Regions from separate parts of the Zea mays genome. Here region 1 is linked to region 2. The links are chromatin contacts, called in public Hi-C maps. All regions are on one chromosome and are shown on one strand. The core of a region is the stretch at or near the end of the contact, and the rest is flanking DNA. Distances in the headings are between cores, read along the strand shown.

Evidence for each region. A called contact is a pair of places that touch in the nucleus more often than the background predicts.
Region 1: a contact with region 2 is called in a Hi-C map of leaf, with 5 times the contacts expected there. The contact joins the promoter of LOC103647514 here to the promoter of LOC100279021 in region 2. A contact is called at or near these places in 13 of 25 Hi-C or Micro-C datasets (bundle sheath, ear and leaf).

The regions. Positions count from the first base shown.
Region 1 is chr2:193,543,448-193,548,936 of Zm-B73-REFERENCE-NAM-5.0, reverse strand. It overlaps LOC103647514, which reads right to left and starts at 4,018. Exons shown (of 7, transcript XM_020548516.2): 1 at 3,806-4,018; 2 at 3,631-3,707; 3 at 2,284-2,387; 4 at 833-887; 5 at 135-755; 6 at 11-65. The coding sequence starts at 3,928. The coding sequence ends at 539.
Region 2 is chr2:193,350,643-193,356,296 of Zm-B73-REFERENCE-NAM-5.0, reverse strand. It overlaps LOC100279021, which reads right to left and starts at 3,647. Exons shown (of 3, transcript XM_035965424.1): 1 at 1,299-3,647. The coding sequence starts at 2,581. The coding sequence ends at 1,355. mbd117 (methyl binding domain 117) reads left to right here and starts at 2,890. Exons shown (of 4, transcript NM_001130128.1): 1 at 2,890-3,653; 2 at 4,536-4,665; 3 at 4,738-5,654. The coding sequence starts at 2,890.

The DNA of each region.
Region 1 (5,489 bases), core at 2,769-5,268, 190 kb before region 2:
AATGTGGTACCTGCTATGATGCTGTCGACTCTGAACCTTGAATACTTCGAGTTTTGTCCCAGGATCTTTAAAAGAAAGATATAAGAATATGGACAGTAATGAGATGAGAAAAAAGGATAATCAAAAGAAATTACCGTCAAGTGTCAATAGCAGACTATCGGCATGCTCTCGGGAGTTATAAATTGCCAAGTGAAAAATGTTAGCTTCATATTCTCGTCCGCAAGTGTATCACCGCGACATAAAAAGAAACTAAATTGCATGATGAAATTCAAAGTAATAAAGAAAATTTGGGGTTCAGATTTGAGCAATCAATGGTTCAATAGGGAGTCTATAATACATCAATTTAAATACCAAGTAAACAACGGTATTCCTCGCTACAGATGCTTTCTAGAACAGGTACAACAAACTGAATTTAGAGCAGGTTACAAACATTTTTGGCGTCAATTTGCCTTTCCTGCTAAGTGTATACTTCAGGTTGCTACCCTCAGGCTACAGAAGAACAGAACATAACCTGATTATCCTACATTAATCCATCAGGTCAATTCTTCTTGGATTGCTGTCTATTTCCAGTTGTTAAATTGTTTTCTGTGACCAAAGCACTAGCATTATTCTTTGGTGAGGCTTCACCAGCCAAGGGTGGAGAGTTGTTCTTGGCAGAGAAATCTGCTGCTGAAGATGGAGAATTTCCCTTCTCATGGCTGTTCTTGTCGCGGGAAAAAAATTCTGGGTTTGCAAATGATCTTGTACATGGCCACCTATGGGGAACAACATTTAGACGATTGCAATACTGAAATCTGAGATGGTAGATACAGTGATAGCTCACAGAAAATACCTGCTTGACCGAATTGTTTCACCTCCAACAATGGTTTCTGATTCAAAAATGTTCCCTATTAACAGAACAAATAGCCAAAAAATTATATAAGGTCCAAGAAAAGAGAGTTAGTACTGTTTTAAACTTCTAATTAGTCAAAATGAAACTTTGCATCAATATGCAGGGAATGGTCTGACTAGAAAACACATGTGAAACAAGGTTATCAACTCAGAAAAATGTAATAAATAAATCCTCATAAACAGAGATACTTTAAAAAAACTCAACCGGACTGCCCCCATGACTTTGCACTGAGAAGAAACCCCAGCCAAACCGGCTAAGAAAACCCCTGAACCCTGCCACTACTTGGTGACAAGCCACAACAGAAAAAAATTAACAATACGTCACAGTTGAAATATACACAGTTTTCAGATATTTACAGATGCTACTAGACTATTTGGACCAGCGTTGACATGTAAAAGGACCATCTGCAAATTTAGCAGAATCGTCCTAGTGACATCCATCCAGTAAAATCATTTTCACCGTCATTTCCCTTTCTCAGAAAATCCCATTTCTCTAGGAGTCCACTTAGTGGAAGACAGAAAAGCAAATTGAAATTGAGAAAAGAAAACCCCTGAACCCTACCACTACTTGGTGACAAGCCACAACAGAAAAATTTAACAATACGTCACAGAGGCTGCCACTACTTGGTTCCCATTTCTACTAGTAGCCGCCATAAGGCCATAAACATAGATTTGTAGTGCTTGGAGATGTTGATCAAATGACTTATAAACACAAAAGGTTAATACAGAAAATATAGTCATATATCATGTCTACTCAATGTTTTTTTTACTAACAAATAATTTGCATGGTCCTGTTTGATGCAACATTTCTATATGAAGCGGCAATCTAAGGATCTAAGCATACACATAAGATATAACATGCACTTAAGCTGTTAATAATTGTCTGACTAACAGTGGAGATGCATTAGCAAGTTATTAGTTCTTTATTATCAGGCAGCCAAATAACAGATCAATGGCTAGCTTGAGTTGATACTGAGAGGGGGAAAGCCCATTTTCTAGTTTAGCATCTGAAAAGAGTTGTGATGATCTTAAATTGACTGACATTCTAATTCAGGTAAGCTCAAACAGACCCTAGGCTTCCATAATTACAGTTATTAAATCAGAACTGATGATTATTAAGTTTAAGGAGTACTTATTTTGTAACAAAGTTATGTCCTAGACTAATATATTGTGACTGATATGTAAGAGAACTTTAGTCATGGATTCCTATCAAAAACAATATGAACAGTGCCACCCTAACTTTCGCTGATATTAGAGATAAGTATAACACTTTTTTCACTCAACGGCAGAGCTGCTACAGCCCGAAAAAGTGATCTCGCTGTCTGGACAAAGAGAAAAATAGCATAATAGGTGACTCTAGAAAGTAAAAAAGGTTGAAGAGTGCATGAGTACCTCTGTCAAAAGCCTTCTTAGAGAAAAACTTAGCCTTCAGACGGGCTGCAAGGATTGCTTGATATCTATTGATTTTTTGTCCATGCTCTTGGGTTACTGCTTCTCTACACATGTAAAACACAACGCACAAAATTTACTATCAACCTTGATGGCTTCTCAAAGTGATGACATGCAGAATCTTGGTCCAAAGCAAAGGAATACATCTGCTATGCCAATCAGAGGCTTAACAGGATTAAGATGTTCTATTCCTGCTCCCTCCAATTGCAAATCAAAGTTATGTAATTCAAGGACTAAATAGGTTCTTCTTCTTAATTGAGAGGTAGAGCTCCTGCCATTATGTTAAAAAAGGACTACATAGGTTCTTCAAAATAAAGTGTATTTAATGTGTAAAGAAAAACAATCTAAGGTTTGATATTCTGAACCAAAAGGTAACTAGTCAAACAATTCAGTGTGTAACTTACTACAAAGTCAAAATTGTCCAGATCAGCTTGTCAATCATGGGATTTGGATACATCATACATTGTTGATAGAGAGACGAAGATATGACATTACAGATGCAAAGAATCAATGTATAGGGACGAAACCTGTGTTTATTTCACTAACTAGCAAACAGATGTCATCTTTTTTCCTCTTCCAGAAAATTAATATGCTGGAACCAGAAAATTAGGAGAGACATAATGTGCAAATGGTAGCCTTCATACCTTGACACACTTTCTGAACAAATATATACTAACTTGATTCCTTTTTGCCACTATTTTTACATGATTATCAACAGCATATAGCCTAATCATATTCCCTTCACATGCCTAACACCGTCATAGATGAAGAGGCACTCGCATGTGCTCCACAGTGGAACCACATCGACCCACAAGTTTTTTGCAAAGTAGTATTTCTTTTGCTGAAATTTGCTAACAAACAAATATATTGAAGTCTAGAATATTGGTGCTGTTGCGCTACAGGGCTTTGGTTCTGGCTCCACCTCCACCACTCCTTGTGCACATGGTAAAACAACAAAAGTGGTGACTGATGAGGTACTCCTGTTATTGGTATATCCGTATATGATTATATATATAACATTAATATACTATGCCTTACGGGGCTATCAGTATTAGGGTAACAGCCCCATCTCATCCATGCACTACAGCACTAGTACCAGGCATCTACCTCTGTCGACTCGACTATACAAGTATACAACAGTGTTTTCGCGGATCCCATGTAGTCCTACGGGCGCACGCATAAAACAATATAACCGTAAGTGAAGCAGCGTTCCTATCGAGAATCACGCAAGGACAGAGCATGCATTGCGGTAACAGAGACGCGACGCATCGCAAGGGGGATCGCAATTACGAGTCGTTGTCCCGCGGCAAGTGGAGCTTGGCCTCCTCCTGCTTCGGTACAGTCGCGGCGGCAGCGTTTCCTTCCTCCTGCACGCACCAGTCAGGAGCTCAGCTTGGACCTGGAGAGCCAAATAAAACGAGCCAACGAACGAGGGACAGAATAGAAAATGGGATTGTGGGGGAACCTTAACCCGGTGTTGCTCCGACGTCGGGGCGGGGGTGGCGGCGGCGGTAGCAGCAGCTGCTGCTGCTTCTGGCGGCGGGACAGGGGCGGCACCGGCGGTGCGCAGCCACGGGGAGGAAGCCATCGGTTGCGCAGTGATACGGAGGCCGGTCTGCCGCGAGGCCGGCGCTGGGAAATTTTTGCTGGTGAATTGATAGGAGAGTGCGAATGGTGCCTGCCGCTGCCGGTAGAGGGTAGACGTCTTTTATTTTAGGCGCACATGCTGAGCACAGGATACACTCACATCTAAAACTTAAAATTGAAGCCAGATTTAAATTTACCGTCATCCAGAATTATAATAACAATGAGAAGGTACATAATCGTATATAAAAATGTTAAAACTCTCGTAGAGCGTATATATTTCCTTCGTAAATTGTTCTAGCTTTTACAGTATCGCCTAAAAAGATAATTTACAATTTAAAATAGATGGAGGTAAAACTTTGTAGTATTATGTTAGCATTATAGAATTATATAGAATCTGTAGATCATGTGGTCAAATTCTCGTTGCAGAGACTCTCATACAAAAAAAACATAAAAAGGGTCGAGTACATTTTTCTACAGTTCTTTCTAAAAATATTTTTACATGTAGTATTATATTGTTTCTCTTAATAAACTAGCGGCTATTTGGCGTGATGTTCATGAGAGACTCGTATAGTTTGTTAGGCTTGACGTTCACAGAAGCCAGATTCTGTGGCACTTTGTATTAATTAGGGGTGGGTACTTTTTACCATAAACCGAAAACTAAACCATACTAAAATTTCGGTTTTTTTATTTAAGAAGTTCGGTTTTCGATATTGTAATCGGTTTTTACCGTAGATCGAACCGAAATACCAAAAATACCAAATACCAAACTTTATCAATTCTCAAATTTTATTATTCGATTATGTGAACTAAATGTGTGATACAATTAAATTATTATTAACTTATTTGTATGTGATGTATGATATGCTGTATCTCTAAATATTTGTACCTATATAATTTTTACTTTTTAAAATTATGTGTAATCTATCATGTAAACTTGTTGTATATATTGTCTTGAGTATAAGTTTGGTATTCGGTTTTACAAAAAAACAAAGTAAAAACCGAAACCGAACTTCTTGTTTTTTTAAACCGATCGGTTTCTAATGTCTAAAAAACCGAAAAACAGAATCGAAGTTTAAAAAAACAAATGCCCATCCCTAGTACTGATGCCAAACTTCTAGTAACGTTCTATTGGCTCCTTAATTCAACTTTTTCAATGTTCTCTTATGCGTTACTAAGGGACTTTTAAGAAACTGGTTTATAGAAATTAGATTGGCTCTGAATATATCAGTTTATGTTTCAGTTTATAGAAACTGGATTCCCAATTTCTTAAAAACCAAGAAATTACTCTCTAAAGCCAGGTTTTGTTTGATTGTTGGTTTCATGGAATTTACATCTATTGTCACGATTTTTAAAATATAAGAAGAATATGCTAGTAATTATGTATAAAAAACTAGAGATTGAGTTCCAAACATCCCCACCCAACTTTTTTCAAAAACTAGTTTCTAGAAACTTGTTTTTAAAAAACAGGTGTGTTTACAAACATGTCTTAATTTAAGCTATAAACATAATAAAAATCTTTCACATCATGTCTTAGACAGTGCATTAGTGTTTGAAAGGGAAAT
Region 2 (5,654 bases), core at 2,398-4,897:
TCTCTGAAAACAGAAATATCTGTGTGGATAAGGTGATTTGCTCCAATTTTGAGGCCTTAAAAATCCAGAGAAGACTCTTTGGTGACACGGTGAATAATCTTGATGAAATGAAACACATGTGCAGGGATATTCACCTGACTGGCGCTGACGATTCAGTGTCTTGGACTTTAGATAAGAAGGGATTTTCAGCCAAGTCTCTTTACAAAAAAATTAGGAGTGATCTGTCTGAAGTCCCTTTCAAATTCTTATGGAAAGTTAAAATTCCCCAAAAAAATAAAATCTTTTTGTGGCTTATAGCTAGGAGTAAAATTTTGTCTAAAGGAAATCTAATCAAAAGAATGTGGAAAGGGGGAGGAGAATGTTGCTTTTGTGGTTTATTCGAATCAACTGATCATTTGTTTTTTTTAATTGCTCGGTGGCTAGATATATTTGGAGGATTGTTCAGATTGTTCTTAATCTAAGGACAGTCCCAAAGAAACATGAAGATACTTTTGGTAATTGGCTTTTAGGCTCTGATAAGAGAATTAGGAACCTTTTGATTGTAGGATTAGGATCTGTGCTCTGGTGGATCTGGAAGACTAGAAATGATGTATGTTTCAACAATAAACGGATTATTGACCCTTCTGATGTTGTTTTCCTCTCTTGTCACTGGTTGGATTCCTGGGCAATTTTGCAGAAAAGGAAGGAAAGAAGAATGATGGAGGAAGGAAGCCAGCTAATCAAAGGGATGGCAAAGGAGGTTTTTGATCGCTCGAAAGGATGGGCGCCAATATCTAGAAGAATCCTTCGATGAAGAATTGAAGACCTAGTGGCTAATGATGCAAGAGGAAACGGTGGATTTAGTAGTTCTTTTGCTGGTCATAATTGGCTTGTTATCAATAGCTTTTTGAAAAAGGAGTTACTTCAAATAGCAGAAAATTGAGCTGTAATAGACTGCCTAGTGCTACGTGGGATGTTTCCCCAGTGCTCCATATGTAGGTTGTTGGGTGTTTTTTTTGTCTTTGGTATGTTTGGCTATAGGTTTACATGAAAATCTTAATCTTTCTGAGTTCTGTAAGAACTCTGAATTCTCCATTTCATAATGAAGGGGGGGGGGGGGGGGGGGGGTTCTGCCCTTATGGTAAAAAATCAATAAGAAAAGCTATAATAACCCTAACGGTGTATTATCAAATGTGACGTCGTTCATCATGTAAACAGATACAGACAGTGTAAAATTACTCAACTCAAATGCTCAATAACAATTGAAAAAAGATAGGCATCAAAGAACGAAATATAATTCAAGAGGAAACTGTATATACCTGGCTGCAAATAAGCACAATTGAATTCTGGCGGCAGAACCAACTGAAAGCTGACCTTATTCAGTCAAGCCTGCAGTATCAATCATGGTCTCTCTGGAATCTATCTTGCTCATACACGCATAGTGCTGAAGCTTCTCATTGAACAGCACGAGGGGATCCTTCTCCTTGAGCACGCCATTTTCGTCATACGCGTCCCTGAGGAATAAGGCCCAGTTCATCTCTGTGCCGGCGAGGTAGAAAGCGCGGTTCTGCTTCTGTAACGACTCGTACATGTGCCGCGTGAGCCCGAACTCCTCCTTGAACTCGACGATGTGGTGGATCATCGCTCGCTTCTCCAGCGTCAGGTTCAGGAACTCGTGCACCACACCGACGCGGTACTTTTCCGCCTCGGGCGTCCATGGCTTGAGCAGCGCGCCGTTGGTGTACGGCGAGACCAACGGGAACGTGGTCGCCATGTCGAGGCGGTCGGCGTCCTCGGCGTCAAGCGGCATCAACCGGCGGTGTGGGACCGCGAAGCGGAACGTGCGCCGGACGCGGCGCTCGTCCACGACGAAGTCGCGCTCCAACGCACTGACGGCGAGCGCAGGGTCCCAGCGCGCGAGCTCGAGGAAGTGGCGGCCGTCCCTGGGATCGACTACGACGCGGAAGTCGTCGGGGAAGTCCTGGACGCGGTCGCGGAAGTCGTCGGGGAGGCCGAGCACAGCGCGGCAGTGGTGGAGCTTCGCGAGCGGCACGCGACGGTGGGCTGTGAGCATGAGGAGCTTCCTGACTGCGAGCACCCGCGAAGGGAGGAGGTCGTCGTGGATGCGGCGCTCTTCCTCGAGGAGCGAGCACATGAACGGCGTGAGCGCGAGGTGCGGAACGGAGTCCACGACTGGGAGGTGGAACAGCAGCGGGTGGCGCGTAGCGGAGCGCGACACTTTGCGGCCGCGGGGGAAGCCGAGCTCGCGGTACAGCTTTCCAGCCTCGGCAAGGGGGATCCGGTGCGGAGGCGGGAGGGAAGCCAGGAACGAGCGCGCCCGGTGGAGGAAGCGGAAGGCCGTATCGCGGTCGAGCACGGCGTCGAGGGCCGGAACGCGACGCGCGGCCTCCGGCTCGATAGGCGCGACCCGTGGGCTGTTGAGCTTCCTCAGGAGCTTCTTTCTCCGCTTGCAGGGGAGCAGTGGCAGGAGCGAGGCCGACGCTTCCGCGGCCGCTGCAGAAGACGCAGAGGTGGGCGCCGGCACGGGAGCTGGGGCAGGAAGGAGGAGCGTTCTCGTGGCACAGAAGAGGCGGCGCGCCATTGCTGGCGGTGGCGGCGGCGGCGGCGCGGTGAGTGATGACCACGTGAGACTAGTTGGGTTCAGTATTCACAGTCCAGGGTTTGATCAAATCAACACGCAAATTGGAAGGCACCGTAACCGTTCGATTACGGGGCCCGCCGCGCCACTCGACATCTCAACCCACACTGGCCCACTCCTGTCTTGAACATCTCCCGTCCCCATCGTCCTCGTCGCATCCAGCACTCTGCACTCATGCGTTTCCTCCCCTCCTAAGCCAAACCCCGAATCCTCCGTCGCCCAGCAGCCGCCGGTGACGGCGACGCTGGGCAATGGGGACTGAGGTAGCAGCCGTAGTGGATCTCCGGGCGCTGACACAGTCGGATCTCGTGGCCCTAGCTGCCGCATCGCCCTACGCCGTCGACTCCCGCCGGGGCCGGCGCCGGCGCCGCGATAGCGAGTTCCTCTCTCCCCCGAAGATCGACCGCGCCGTTTTCAACGAGAGCGCAGGTTCCCGCAAACAAACCTTCTCCCGTCGCCGCGTCGCCACCAACATATCCCACAAACTAACGCCCACCACCACCGGGGCCTCCTCCTTATCTACGCCAGCTGCCCCCACCGAGGAGGACCCCGACAACCGCCTCATTGTGTTCTACCTCCAACGCCTCTTCGCGCGTGACGACCCCTCGTACCCTGCTCCGCCTACGATTCCACCCCGACCGCAAACCCTAGCCGCGCCCGCGATAACAGCACCTGCACCGCCCGCGCCGTCTCTGCCGCCGCCGTCTGCTGCGGCGGCAGACCCCGATAGGGTAGTGCTGAATCCAAAGGGTTTGGTGGTTGACCTGGTGAGACTCGCCGATCTTGTGGATCCGTATGGGGAAGAGCTACGTCAGCGTACGGCAGGATTGGGGTCAGAGTCCGAGCTGCTGGGATTCATGAACGCGCTGGAAGGGCAATGGGGAAGCCGGAGGCGTCGGAGGAAGTTTGTGAATGCTGGCATGTTCGGTGACCACCTGCCCTGTGGGTGGAAACTGCTGCTTGGGCTCAAGCGAAAGGAGCGTGTCGCATGGATTAATTGCCGCCGTTATGTGAGGTCTGTTCCTGTACCCAGGCATACTTGTTTATTGTAGTATAGGCTTCAGTTGGTACGGTTTCAGTCTTTCAGAGTATGTATAATGATTCAGATTCTGTTTCAAACTGTCACGAAGTGATTATATGCATGTTTTTTCACAAGTTCCATAGTAGCCTCACAGTGCTTCTGTCATAGAAAGATTGTCTACTTACTCTTTAGCACTGAGTTGTCTTTCCCCAATAGGTCAGTAACCTAACTGAAACATGAAATTGAGATTAGGAGGATAGGACTTCTATATGAAATATGCTGCTCAGATCCGTGCCCTCAAGCGCTTAAACATATATACAATAGGCTTACAACATCGAGCTGCATATATCTGAACAACTATCATCTTCATCTGAGTTTGAGAAAATTAGGCTAATACCCAAACAAGCAAAATTAGTGAAATACCATCGCATCAAGATTCAAGACTGATGTTAGTGCCATCACAAATGCATGCAGTTATAAAAACATATCTTTTTCTGTGAAAATGTCTTTTTGTTTCCTTTTAACGATATGAATCACGTAATTTTGTAGTTGTTTGATGAAAAGCATAGCTGTTTGGCGTGTTGTAATCAGTGGTTGTTGTAGGGTTTCTTAACCCCTTGTTTCTCCTTAATATAAATGATACACAGCTCTCATGCGTATTCGAGAGAGAAAAAGCATAGCTGTGCCAAGTTTTTGCTAGGAGCCTAGAACAGTATGCCACTATAACATCTGCCTTTACAGTGGTTAATTTCCACAACACCTGGATATATGTACTTTTTGATTTGTTTCTTATTTCATTAGTAGCCTATAGCATTTGTCAAATTATTTTTCTACAGCTGTTATTCACCTGTGCTGAATTGCTTATATCATACTCAGCCCCAAAGGACATCAGTTTGCTACTTGCAAAGAAGTATCTTCCTACCTCTTGTCCCTTCTTGGATATCAGGAGGCAAAGCCAACTGCCTCTCAGATTAACAATGCAGGAGTGCATGACCTACATGTTAATGTAAGTTTTGATTATGCATTTTATTTGTGTGCTTGGGTTTTCATAGTTTAATTTAAAAGTACTTTTGATCAGTCTGTAGGTCTTCACCAGCAAACCATCTCAATTGAGGAAAAGCAAATTGCAGTGCCAGTTAATTCAGTTGCATTGTTTAATTCCTCTGGTGATTCTCATCAACAAAAACTTCAGAAGGATGAAGCTCCAATAGAAGTGAATGCAAAGGAGTGCCGGAAATGCAATTTGACGTTTCATGACCAGAGCGCCTATATGCAACATCAGTTGTCCTTTCACCAAAGGAAAGCTAAAAGGCGCAGGGTTAGTAAATCTGGAGAATTGGGTACCAACATAGATGGAAACTACGAGAAGACTCAGCAGAAGACCTCTGGAGAGGTATCTGGCAATTTTGGCCACAGCGCTGCAAATGTAAGGTATGAAGGTCTGAGTCCAGCAGAACTGTTAGATGGTCGACCATCCTTGATGGCAGTGCCATGTGGATCTCAGGAGATCACTATCTTGCCTCAACAGGGAAAAGAACCTTGTGTGTTGCCTCAACAGGGAAAAGAACCGTCTGTGTTGCCTCAACCGGGAAAAGAACCGTCTGTGTTGCCTCAACAGGGAAAAGAACCTTCTATGTTGCCTCAACAGGGGAAAGAACCTTCTGTGTTGCCTCAACAGGGAAAAGAACCTTCTGTGTTGCCTCAACAGGGAAAAGAACCTTCTGAGTTGCCTCAGCAGGGAAAAGAATCTTCAGGAGATATCTCTGTGAATCAGAAGGACCCTCTTAAGGAGATGAATGGCTTTCCTGAACAGGAAAAAGGACTTGTTGCTGGAGAACTTGTCTCTGCACATCATAAGGACCCTCTAATGGATATTACAGATGCATTTGAAATGATAAAAAAACATCCTGCCAGAGAGCCTTCCTCTGGGCATCATCTGGATACTGTCGACAATTCTGATGATCATAAAACCCACGATGAAGCATGTGACAATGT